Linked DNA regions of Ovis aries: region 2 is linked to region 1. The links are chromatin contacts, called in public Hi-C maps. All regions are on one chromosome and are shown on one strand. The core of a region is the stretch at or near the end of the contact, and the rest is flanking DNA. Distances in the headings are between cores, read along the strand shown. Region 1 overlaps SLC16A10 (solute carrier family 16 member 10). Region 2 overlaps RPF2 (ribosome production factor 2 homolog).

Region 1 (5,468 bases), core at 2,199-4,698:
CGATCCCTGGGTTGGGAAGATCCCCTGGAGGACGAAATGGCAACTCACTCTAGTATTCTCGCCTGGAGAATTCCATGGACAGAGGAGCCTGGCAGGCTTGCAAAGAGTCGTACACGACTGAGTGACTAACAGACACAGACTGGCTAAGCACTGGGCTTGCAGCCTTAAGGCTGGAAAGAACTAAGGCCCAGAGGACAGGCCCGGGTCCAGACCTCTGTGACCCTGGCAGAAAGACTTCCCGATGCTTCCCATCTACCATCTAGAGCTAAAGAGCTATTGTTATTGAAAAACTAATTAGACCAATCCTATTATTATTTATTAGATACAGTTTTACTCTATCTACAAACACAAAGGAGATAAAATTCCAGCAAACCTGGAATAAAATGTTAGGACATCACGGGGCCAGATTCAATGGGTTTAATGCCAACCACACCACTGTACTTATACTAGGTTAGCTCAGAATGCACTTCCTGTTCTTTTCATATTTTGTTCAGTACAAATCTCCTGCAAGATAAGACAACTAGAGTGAATGCTGAAAGCTTATAGCACAAAGTCAGTTTTGCTGAGTAAATAAATGTTTTCTTGGACCGGATTCATTTAACACAAGACCCAGGCACTTACAGTGCTTATCCTGATTTTTCTATTCATTTTTGGCCCCTTCAAATTTTTATTCTTTGTTCAGTTTTTTAAGAAATCATTCATATAAGAATTTCAAGTTTATTATTATATATTTTGAGCACATTATTACTTCTTAATACTTTACCTGACTACAAGCTTACCTTTTCTCAATTGAAATTATATTAATTTATATTCTCTTTTTCAACTATTTGACAGTATGTAGAACTGTTAAATTTTCACAATAATTGTTAAATAAAAATTATTAGTTGTTATTTTAAGTAAAATTTCTTGGTTTTTCTTTAAGAATTGAATTGATAGAAATTTACACACTTATTCTTTAGTGTCTCTCAGAAAATACCTGGCTACTTCTGCCTTATTTGCAGCTAAATAGTACTGAGAAATGCTGCTGTTTCTCAGCAGTTGTAACTACCCTAACTGTAGCTAAGTTCAGAGGTAGCAGGCTAAGTGGACAAGGACATACCTGTTCCCCACACTCAGGAACACTCCACCCACAAGTCGCACAGACCAAGGTTTAGCGCATTGTGCGTGTAGGAAGCTCATCACTTCCCCAAATATCTACTGATCTGTAGATACAAGCCCCCAGTGTGAAAGGTGAGTAATTTAGTATTACAATCTTTTTTTTCCACCCCAAACACAGTAGCTCTGGTTAGATTTTAAAAAGAGATTCAAAGGTTCCTAACCCTTTTCTAGGCTCCGGCACTGAGCCTAGAATGTGTCTCATTTAATGAGACACTGACTTTTGAGAAGTCTTTCTTGCTTCTGCTTCTTAAAACTGTACAGGAAATATCTTCTGTCATAATATTACAATCTCTAGAAGAATAACCCCCTGCTTCAGTTAGTTTATGTACCTAAGAACAACAACAAAAAAAGTCCTTGCTATTACAGCTCCCATTTCTGTCACAGAGAACATTTTTGGAGGAAATGTCAGTGGAAGTTTTGCTCAGAAATCTAAGCATAATGACGGAAGAGGAAAAAATGAGCTGCACCTGAATAAGCAGAAGGCACTTTCAGAGGCAGATGCAAATGATATTAATTTATATTCTCCTGTTGCTCCTATGAATTTATTCAATATAAAGTTTGCAGACTCTCAGAGCCTCTGGCTAGAAACCCACTAGCTGGCAGCAGTGGTCTTCAGGTCCATCACACCAAAAGGAAGTGTTCAGGGCACAGCCGGGCATCCGGCTTCTTCTAAAGCAGGCAGTCCTGTGGAAGCACTTGGCCCAGAAGCCTGCTCAGCTCTCCTACTGCACATGAACACCACCACGCCTGCCTGGAGGAGGAAGCAGCCCCAGTGCCACAGCCCAGGCGAGAAGAGAGGGCCGTAGTCTGATTCCTTGTTCAGGCAGAGGGACCGCGAAATGTCCGGGTGCCGTTGTAGAAGTAGCTTACGTTTGGTGAAGCATATACCTTTTATCCCAAGGTATCTTTCAGAAAATATAAAATACTAAAAGGGAACAAAAACAGCACCACCAACAACAAAACCGGTCAACGCGGCTCCGTTCGTTCTACTTCAAGCAGAAGTGACTTCCAGAAGAAGACGGATCTAAAAGTGCTGCGTTTTTCTAAATTACAAAAAACAATTCTGCATTTCAAAAGTAACTCATGAATATATTCCTGACAAAATTCAAACTGTAGAAAAATGTATACAGTAATAAATGAAAGTCTTCCTTCAACCCCCTCCCACCCTCAACCCACACTCTCCTGGTCAGGAATAACCACTCGATAATTTGATGGTCCTCCCAGACCTCTCCTGTGCGCACTCATCGAGGTTTGTCTGCTTACATACATGGATGTGATGTCCACACTTTGGTATGTGCGTGGCACAGAGCAATCTGACACAATGGGAAAGTGATCTTAACCCAAAGCTTTCGATTCTTTTCATCAGAGTTACAACTTGCACACCTGTGAAACACTCACACTGTTGAAACAGGTACACAGTAAAAATAGAAATCTGCAGTAACGTACTGGTGACTAGAAAGGCCTGTGAAGCTACGAGAGATGGCCGGGAAGATGCCAGGACACAGTCTTCCCTCTCCTAGTGACGTACTCCGGGAACCTCTGCAGAGATTCTCTTCACCCATCATTATTCTATATAACACATTTCGATCACCTCTTCGCTCAGTATTCAGAATTGTTAGGCTGAAAATACTTGGTTACCCAAGACCTTGCTGGAAGTTTAAATTCAGAACTCTTTAGCAAAAGTGTAAGATATATTCCTAAACTCTGTTCCCTATAAGCAAAGATCCCCACATCAGAAAAACCAAGGTCTCCTTTCTTGAGACCTGTTTCAAATCAGGGTCTGCCTCAGTATTCAACAGAATATTAAAATCTCACAAAAGCAAGGATTTACTAGTGATTCCCCCTGGGCAGGCAGTTTACATAAGCTGTCACCATGAATCCTCACACAGCCCTCTGCAGGATCTGGAGACAAGCTGTATCTCACTTTAGAGTCTGTGCTTTTCTGCTCTGCAGCCTCCCCAAACCCAAGATGACTGTGCCCTCAAAGCAGACCACATGGGATGCTGCAAACTGTGTCCCAGGCCAGGAAGCCACTCGGAACTGGTGTCACAGGGACAGGGAGGGAGGAGAACTGCCCCGACAAGGCTGAGCTGTAACAGAAGCAAGAAGCAGGCGTGTCTGAGAAAACCCAGCACCCACGAAAGGAAGGAGAGGAAGGTAAGCTGCGGAAGCATTCCAGCCCTTAACAGCGGGGCCAGAGGGCAAACAGCCAGGCAGGGAGACAGGGAGGGGAGGAGGAATAAGCCGACAGACAGAGCTGGACTTGATCACAGCAGAGAAGAGCCAAGAATCAAAAACCACACAACATTCGGGAGTCAGGGCAGGGGAGAGCGGGGAGGGCTGTTGGCGGCTCCCCGCAGCACAGGACGTAACGGCCAGCCTTGTGCTCCACGGGCCTCTCTGGGCTGCAGCCACCTCGCCTGTGACTCAGCACACACGACCAGGTGTGACACTCGCTGTGCCACACTGGGTGAGAAAAACTAGATGCGGCTTAAAGGCAGCCAGGCTGTGGCCCACCTTTCATCCAAAATGAAGCTACTCATCCTGCACTCACTTCCGTGTAACTAGGCCACACGTGGGCCAAGTCAGTGCAGGCTGTTTCCCTTCCTCAGTCACATGAACTACTAACGTATCTGCCCCCGTTACGTTGTAGATGACCCGACTGTCCACCTCTAGAGGGGAAACCTTTCTAAAGTCAAAGCTGTTTTGGAGTAAAGCGCTGATGCATAAAACACGCCGTGACCTCACCCATCGTGTCACCGCAGTCTGGGCTCCATCCTCTCTAACCTGGACTCTGTATCATCGCCTCCCTGGTCTCCCTCCCTCTTGCACTCCCGCTTCCCTCGCAGTCCTCAATCCTCCACACATGGAGCAACCACCCCGACTTCAAAATGCAAGATCACGTCATCCTCCAGCAAGGCCTACTGTGCTTAAAGTAAAATGTCTCCACTGTGTATTCCAAGGCTCTGTTTAATCTGGCCCCTCTTCTCCCCATGCCCTGCTCTTTCCAACCTCTTCCCAGGCCACTCTCCCTGTCTTCTTGAGTTCCCAATCACCCCCAGCTTTTCCCTGCCTCAGGTCTTGCTCTGGGAACTCAAGGACAATGTCTGTATCATGTTTGTATCACCCACCAGGGTTGGGGCTGGTGCTTGGGGCACAGTTCAGTTCAGTCGCTCAGTCGTGTTCGACTCTTTGCGACCCCATGAATTGCAGCACGCCAGGCCTCCCTGTCCTCTCTTTTAATAAATGAAAGGAAGCCGAAAGGCTGTAAGGCAACAAATGTCCACTAGAGGGCTCCCTTGACACTTGAGAACAAGACTGTTCTGTTAAACGCGACAGAGATACCATCACAGTTAAGGTGTTAATAAAGAGGAATGATCGTAACAGCAATACTTTCAAAGGTAGTACTCTCCCAGCCTTCCAGCTATGTGACCAGACTCCTTACTGCGCTGACCGCCTAGATCTATAGAGATACCCACAGTGAGGCAGCCTCTGTCCCCCGGAGTTCGCATCTGTAAGTGTGGTAGCACGCACCTTGAAGGGCAGGGCAAGGAGGAAAGGCGCACTTGGTTCACTGACCGTCACAAACTACTGTGTAGTTTTAGAATATTTACGTCACCCCAGAAGAAACCCCACAGCCAGCAGCAGTTACTCCCCAGACCCTCCTTCGCTCAGCCACCAGCAACCACTGATCTACACTTTCTGTCCCTGGATCAGCCAATGCTGGACACCAGGTGTACAGGGAACCACACAGTATGTCGCCTTTTGTGGCTGGATGAACCCTGGCCCCGCCTCCTCTGTACTCACCCTTCACAGCTGCTAGGTTAAGCTTTATAAAATACAACTCTTTGTCACGCCTCGTATTAAAAATCCTTAATGGCTCCTGGCAGATTCAGGACCGAGCTCAGCCTCTTCTGTGTTCACAAAGGCCCTTCCCAACCTGACTCCTGCCTATTCGCCAGCCAGCCAACCTACGATTCTCTCTCTAGTCCACTCACACGCTGTCTCCCGGGCACAGCACACAATGCCACCTCTCCATCTCCTCGCCCATGTGGCTTCCTCTGCTTGCAGCTCTCTTCTCCGTTTTCCTTGTCTGTCTAACTGTCACCTCTCAACAGTCCCCCAGCCAGGGGAGCCTGCTCAGACCTCCTCTAGTGATTCAGCTGCTTCGTGCCTGTGTTTCTGTGGCCCGCCTAGCCCCGTTATTCCACTGCGCTGCAACACGGCTTTATCTGTCTCGCCCAGAGACCATTCGTCACAGAGCACACAGATGGTGTTTCATCTGTAGCATTTAGCACAGTACCGGGCGT
Region 2 (5,468 bases), core at 1,210-3,709, 170 kb after region 1:
TTCTATGCAAAGAATAAAATAAAAAGCTAAGCTGGAAAACAAACACATCCCTCTAATGGCCAACATTCCAGAGCTGAAATAAATTTAATTTCTTTGAATTATCTGTAACAATGTGCTTTTCCTACTGTGTCATTTGTAGTATTTTAAAATGTCATTTGTAGTATTTTAAAATAAAAACTAAATAAACTACCAGCTAAACATTCACATGGGAAGCAATATGTTATACAAGCTACAGAAAATATGGGCAGTCCTCACTCAACAGAATCAAAGCTCTTACTACAAAAAGTGTTTTGTCTAGTTCTGGCTTTTCTTTTTCTTTTCTGTTTTTTGGTTGCACTGCATGGTTTGTGGGATCTTAGTTTCCAAACCTAGGACTGAACCCAGGGCCCTCGGCAGTGAAAGCTCAGAGTCCTAAGTGAACCTCCAGAAATCTCTCTAATTCGAGATTTTTAATACCAAAAGGAATTGTGAATTTTTGTTTTACCAAAGTGAAAAAGAAACAAAGAGAAAAAATTCTTTAACTAAAGGATTAATTTAGGGAAGAAAAATGATTGTTGGTCTGAGCTTTCCATTGATTCTAATATCTCTAATATCTCTCTGACACTAATCAAGGATTTTCCAAATTGGGGGATGAGGGGGTGATAAGACAACAAACAAACAAACAAACATCCTCTGCCGCTGGCCCAGAGGTCATTTGTTGCCTCCCTGGTCACCATGACCACTCTTGTTGACATTCTATGCTTTCAACCTGAACCTACTACCTGTCTACTTAGGAGATGGGCTAAGTCTGATTGAGGGCCTGAATAGACCTTCCAGACCCACTGACTCTTCCGTGTTAATCTGTGCCTGAAAAATTAGTCAAAGTTAAGTTGCTCTGTCATGTCCGACTCTTTGCGACCCTGTGGACTGTAGCCCACCAGGCTTCTCCATCCATGGGATTCTCCAGGCAAGAACACTGGAGTGGGTTGCCATTTCCTTCTCCAGGGGATCTTCCCGACCCAGGGATCAAACTCAGGTCTCCTGCATTGCAGGCAGACGCTTTAACTTCTGAGCCGCCAGGGAAGCCCTAACTAACCTTAAATTTTAAATAATCTCATTCCTTAGACTTATTCTATGCAGAATAACCACCCCTAGAATTTTGATCATCTTAGAAAACAAGTTTCTAGATTAATCACTCTATTTCCTGGTAGTGTCTAATCACTTGTTGCTTAAGTATTAACAAAAGGATGAAGCTTGGCAATAAAAGTGGGCAAGTCAGAAAAGAAATGCCTGGTAGAGATGTCTTTAAAATGAGGAGGTAGAAATAAGGAGGAAATAAATCTGGAGAGAAAGTGCAACAAGACACACAACTTCAAAACAAACCAAAAATATAAGCTTGTATAATAACCAAATAACAGGTCATAGTGAAAGGGACTGGTTAATAGCCTATGTAGGGATTGCCAATGTAAGCACATTCTCATCAGTTAATGAATTTTATAGTTATGGATATGTTCCATGAGTGAAAATTTAGTACTCAATTTAAACAGCTCTTGTTAAGAACAAGCCTGCCAAACACTAATGATTTTGTGGTCCAGTTTAGAAGCTGCACAGTGACAGGGTATGTCTTTGCTCTGGAAGGGAAGTACAAAGAGCAGAGGGGTTGGCGTGTAGCCATCGGCCAGCACTCACGTCCACTGGCAGGTGGCCACACTAGCAGCAGCGGCACCGCTCATCTCCAGAGGTTCATACACAGCCCCAAAGAGGACCCGTAACACACTGTGATAACATGACGGCATCCACAACAAGGCATCACAGTTTACATAGTTTTCAAAATACCTTTCAACATATTATTTTCACTGATAAACATTTTCACATATATTATCTCATCTGACATTGTTACACCTATTTAACACTGGACTGCCAATTGTGGGCCAGGGAAATAACTGACTTGTCAGGTCACAAATGTCACCTGAATGACCAGCAAAGGCCTCAAACTCAAGTGTTCTGTCTCTAAATCCAGTCTCACTGTTCTACCCTGTACCTGAGGAGGCTCATGTAGCTGATTAAGTGGGGATCTAATAAAAGCTCTTTTTCAAATCTACAGGAAATCTAGACAGCATGTCCTCTTCTTAGAGGAGGCTGGGAAAAGGAGTGATTATGTATTTGCTATAATTCTTTCAACTATACCAAGATCCTCAAAGATCCATAAACTGAGAACAATTACATAACCTTCCATTAAAGACTTCAATATCCTTTCTTTCAAAATTCTTGAGTCCTAATGCTCCCCAGCCTTTTGGCTAAGATCAAGTATAGTACCAAAGTCCTTGAGTCCTAATCTTAGTTGTACCATTTATTATATGTATGACCCTAGGTCATCAACGGAATTCCTTTGGGCCTCTGTCACCAAATCTATACAACAGGGAAAATAATTTTGGCCTTAGAGGGCAGCTAAGAGGTCACAGTGAAATGTTGTGTTTGCTGGACAAGATCAAGCCAGAAGCAGAGGTCAGAGGGAGCAGAAGCCAAATTTGGATCCAGGAGCTGCATTAGGACAGTTTTTTGCCTTTCTAAAACTATTTACTACTTTCTATTTCATAATCCCAAACAAAGGAGACACAAAGGTGCCGGTCCTCAAGGGGAGAAGTGAGCTAGCAATTTGATGGCTAGCAGCCAAAATACTCTAGGATCACCCAGAGCTTCCTAGGCAAGCTTCCCTTCTTAGAAAAGGGTTCACTTTGAAAATTGTGAAATTTCTGAGGTTAAGGACAGCACTTCTACTAAGAGCCTAAGGGAGAGTTAGTAACAACTCTGAATTCTAACTGCCTACATATGTGTTATACACTGTAAATATCTTCTTTTTGAAGATAAAATGAAATTGTGCTTTTTAGTTTTTCGAGCACACTAGCATAAAAACCAAGTTCTTTCTCATTTAAGCTACAAAACTGTATCCTTACTCTTCACCACAAGATGTCACTATTGCCCAAGAGCAACATAAAACGCTTATTTAAAAAAAATCAATTATCTTACCTTAATATCTTTAAGGGAGACAAACTTCTCAATACCTAATTCAATCATATCCAGCACATGGTAGTCATACATACGACCTAGAAAAAAAACACATTCTCTTTTAATCATTTATTTTTCCAAAAGAGCTGCCTTATATTCATCTACTTATCTGTTTCTTTTTTTTGTCCTTTAATCTCCCAGACATGTTCCTTCTTTCTTAAATTTTCAACTCCACCTAGAATGAACTGTTACAACCTTGGTCCTGGAAAGGATCTTAAAAGATCACCTAGCCAAACTTCCTTATTTTACAGAAGAGCAAATAAAAGTCCATGGAGGGTAATGAGCTTGCCATTGAGTCACTGACTATGTCAACCCAAGTCTCAATACAGAGCAAGGGTTTATTTTCAAATATGTTTATTACACAGGTATTTATTAGGAAAGGGTCACTTTATGTGAGTATGATACTTTTTTTTTTCTAACTCTAATGCTGATTTTAGGATATATGTTTTATAGTCATAAAACCTCTGCAACTTGATTGAAGGTGATATTAACATGCCCATCCTTTACCTACAGACTGGTAGATAAATAAAAAACTAGCTTAGTGTTTACTGGTTACTCCTGAATACCATCAATATGAGCCACAGAACTGACTCTATAAAATGAAAGTTTTAAAAAGTAAATGACATTTACCTATTACTAGATTATTTGGCCGCTTCTTATTATGGGAGCCAAACATGAATAAAGAACAATCTGACTTCTTTGAAAAAAATTCCTGTAAAACCAAAGAAATTCCATTAAATCAATGGATAAATATAAGAACTTTAAGAATTGTACTTCTCTGAAATAAAAGGTACTCAAACTGGAAGGGAAGGGGCAAAACTGTCATTATAAGCAGAAGACATGCTACTAAACACAGAAAATCCTAGAGTCCACACAAAAACTATTAGAACTGATCAATGAATTCAGCAAAGTAGCAGGATACAAGATCAACATACAGAAACATGCTGCATTTCTTTATACTAACAAGGAAATACCAGAAAGGGAAAGTAAAAGAAAAAAAAAAAAATCCCTTTTTTATCACATAAAAAAAACCAACAACAACTTAGGAACAAACCTGCCCAAGCAAGTGAAAGACTTAAACGCTGAGAACCATTAAGACAGTGACAAGGGAAACTGAAGATGATTTAAAGAAACGAAAAGACATCCCATACTCTGGATTGGAGGAATTAATATCGTCAAAATGGCCATATTATCCAAAGTAATCTACAGATTTAATGTGATCCCTATCAAATTATCCACGATATTTTTCACAGAACCAAAACAAATAATCCTAAAATTTATATGGGACCTATATATAAAATATAGGTCCCTATATGGGACCTAAAGATCCAGAACTGCCAAAGCAATCCTAAAGAAAGAGAATAAATAAAGCAAGAGGCATAACCCTCCCACATTCCAGACAATACTAAAAAGCTACAGTAATCAAAACAGCATGGTAGCGGCACAAAAGCAGACTATGCATCAGTGGAACAGAAGACAGAGCCCAGAAATAAAGCCATACACCCACGGTCAATAATCTTCAACAAAGGAGGCAAAAATACACAAGGGAGACAAGACCGTCTCTTTAGCAAGTGGAGCTAGGAAAGCCAGACAGCTGATGTAAATCAATGAAGTTAGAACACACCTCACATAAAATAAACTCAAAATGGCTTAAAGACTCAAATAAAAGCAAAAATAAATAAGATCTAATCAAACTTACAAGCTTCTGCACAACAAAGGAAACCATAAACAAAATGAAAAAAGACAACCTGTAGAATGGGAGAAAATATCTGCAAACAATGAGGCCAATAAGGGATTAATTTCCAAAATATACCAACAGTTCATACTACTCAATAACAACAACAAAAAAACAACCCAAACAATGGACAGAAGACCTAAATATTCATTTCTCCAAAGAAGACATACAGATGGCCAATAAGCACATGAAAAGACGCTCAACATAGCTAATTATTAAAGAAATGCAAATCAAAACTACAGTAAGGTACCACCTCACATAAGCCAGAATGGTGGTGGTGTTGGTGGTAGTTTAGTCGAAAGTCATGTCAGACTCTTGCAACCCCGTGGACTGTAGCCCACCAGGCTCCTCTGTCCATGGAATTCTCCAGGCATGAATCCTGGAGTGGGCTGCCATTTCCTTCTCCAGGGGACCTTCCCAACCCAGGGACTGAACTTTAGTCTCCTGCATTGTAGGCGGATTCTTTACCAACTGAGCCATTGGGCAAAATGACTATTATAAAAAAGTCTAGGGGACCTCCCTGGCAGTCTTGTGGTTTAGACTGTGCCTCCGCTACAGGGGGGCAGGGGTTCCATCCCTGGCTAGGGAACAAAGATTCCACATACCACATGATGTGACCTGCAAAAATAAAAAGCCTATGAATAACAAATGCTGGAGAGAGTGTAGAGAAAAAGAAACCCTCCTACAC

The links. Hi-C and Micro-C count contacts between places; a contact is called where the count stands out from the background.
Region 2: a Hi-C map of liver shows a contact between it and region 1, with 5 times the contacts expected there. The contact joins two enhancer-like sites. A contact is called at or near these places in 11 of 16 Hi-C or Micro-C datasets (hypothalamus, liver, mixed tissues and 5 more).

What each region holds. Positions count from the first base shown.
Region 1 is chr8:26,493,328-26,498,795 of ARS-UI_Ramb_v3.0, forward strand. The region is part of intron 4 of SLC16A10 (solute carrier family 16 member 10); the gene reads right to left. Among named protein-coding and RNA genes, the nearest start is that of MFSD4B, 28 kb to the left of the region's middle. Within about 2 kb of position 3,449, at least 18 of the 54 cell types and tissues checked have an H3K27ac peak or open chromatin away from gene starts, as enhancers often do. A contact at or near this core is called in liver, where this site is marked.
Region 2 is chr8:26,662,027-26,667,494 of ARS-UI_Ramb_v3.0, forward strand. RPF2 (ribosome production factor 2 homolog) reads right to left here. Exons shown (of 10, transcript XM_004011200.5): 5 at 3,676-3,757; 6 at 3,007-3,083. Among named protein-coding and RNA genes, the nearest start is that of RPF2, 16 kb to the right of the region's middle. Within about 2 kb of position 2,460, at least 4 of the 54 cell types and tissues checked have an H3K27ac peak or open chromatin away from gene starts, as enhancers often do. A contact at or near this core is called in liver, where this site is marked.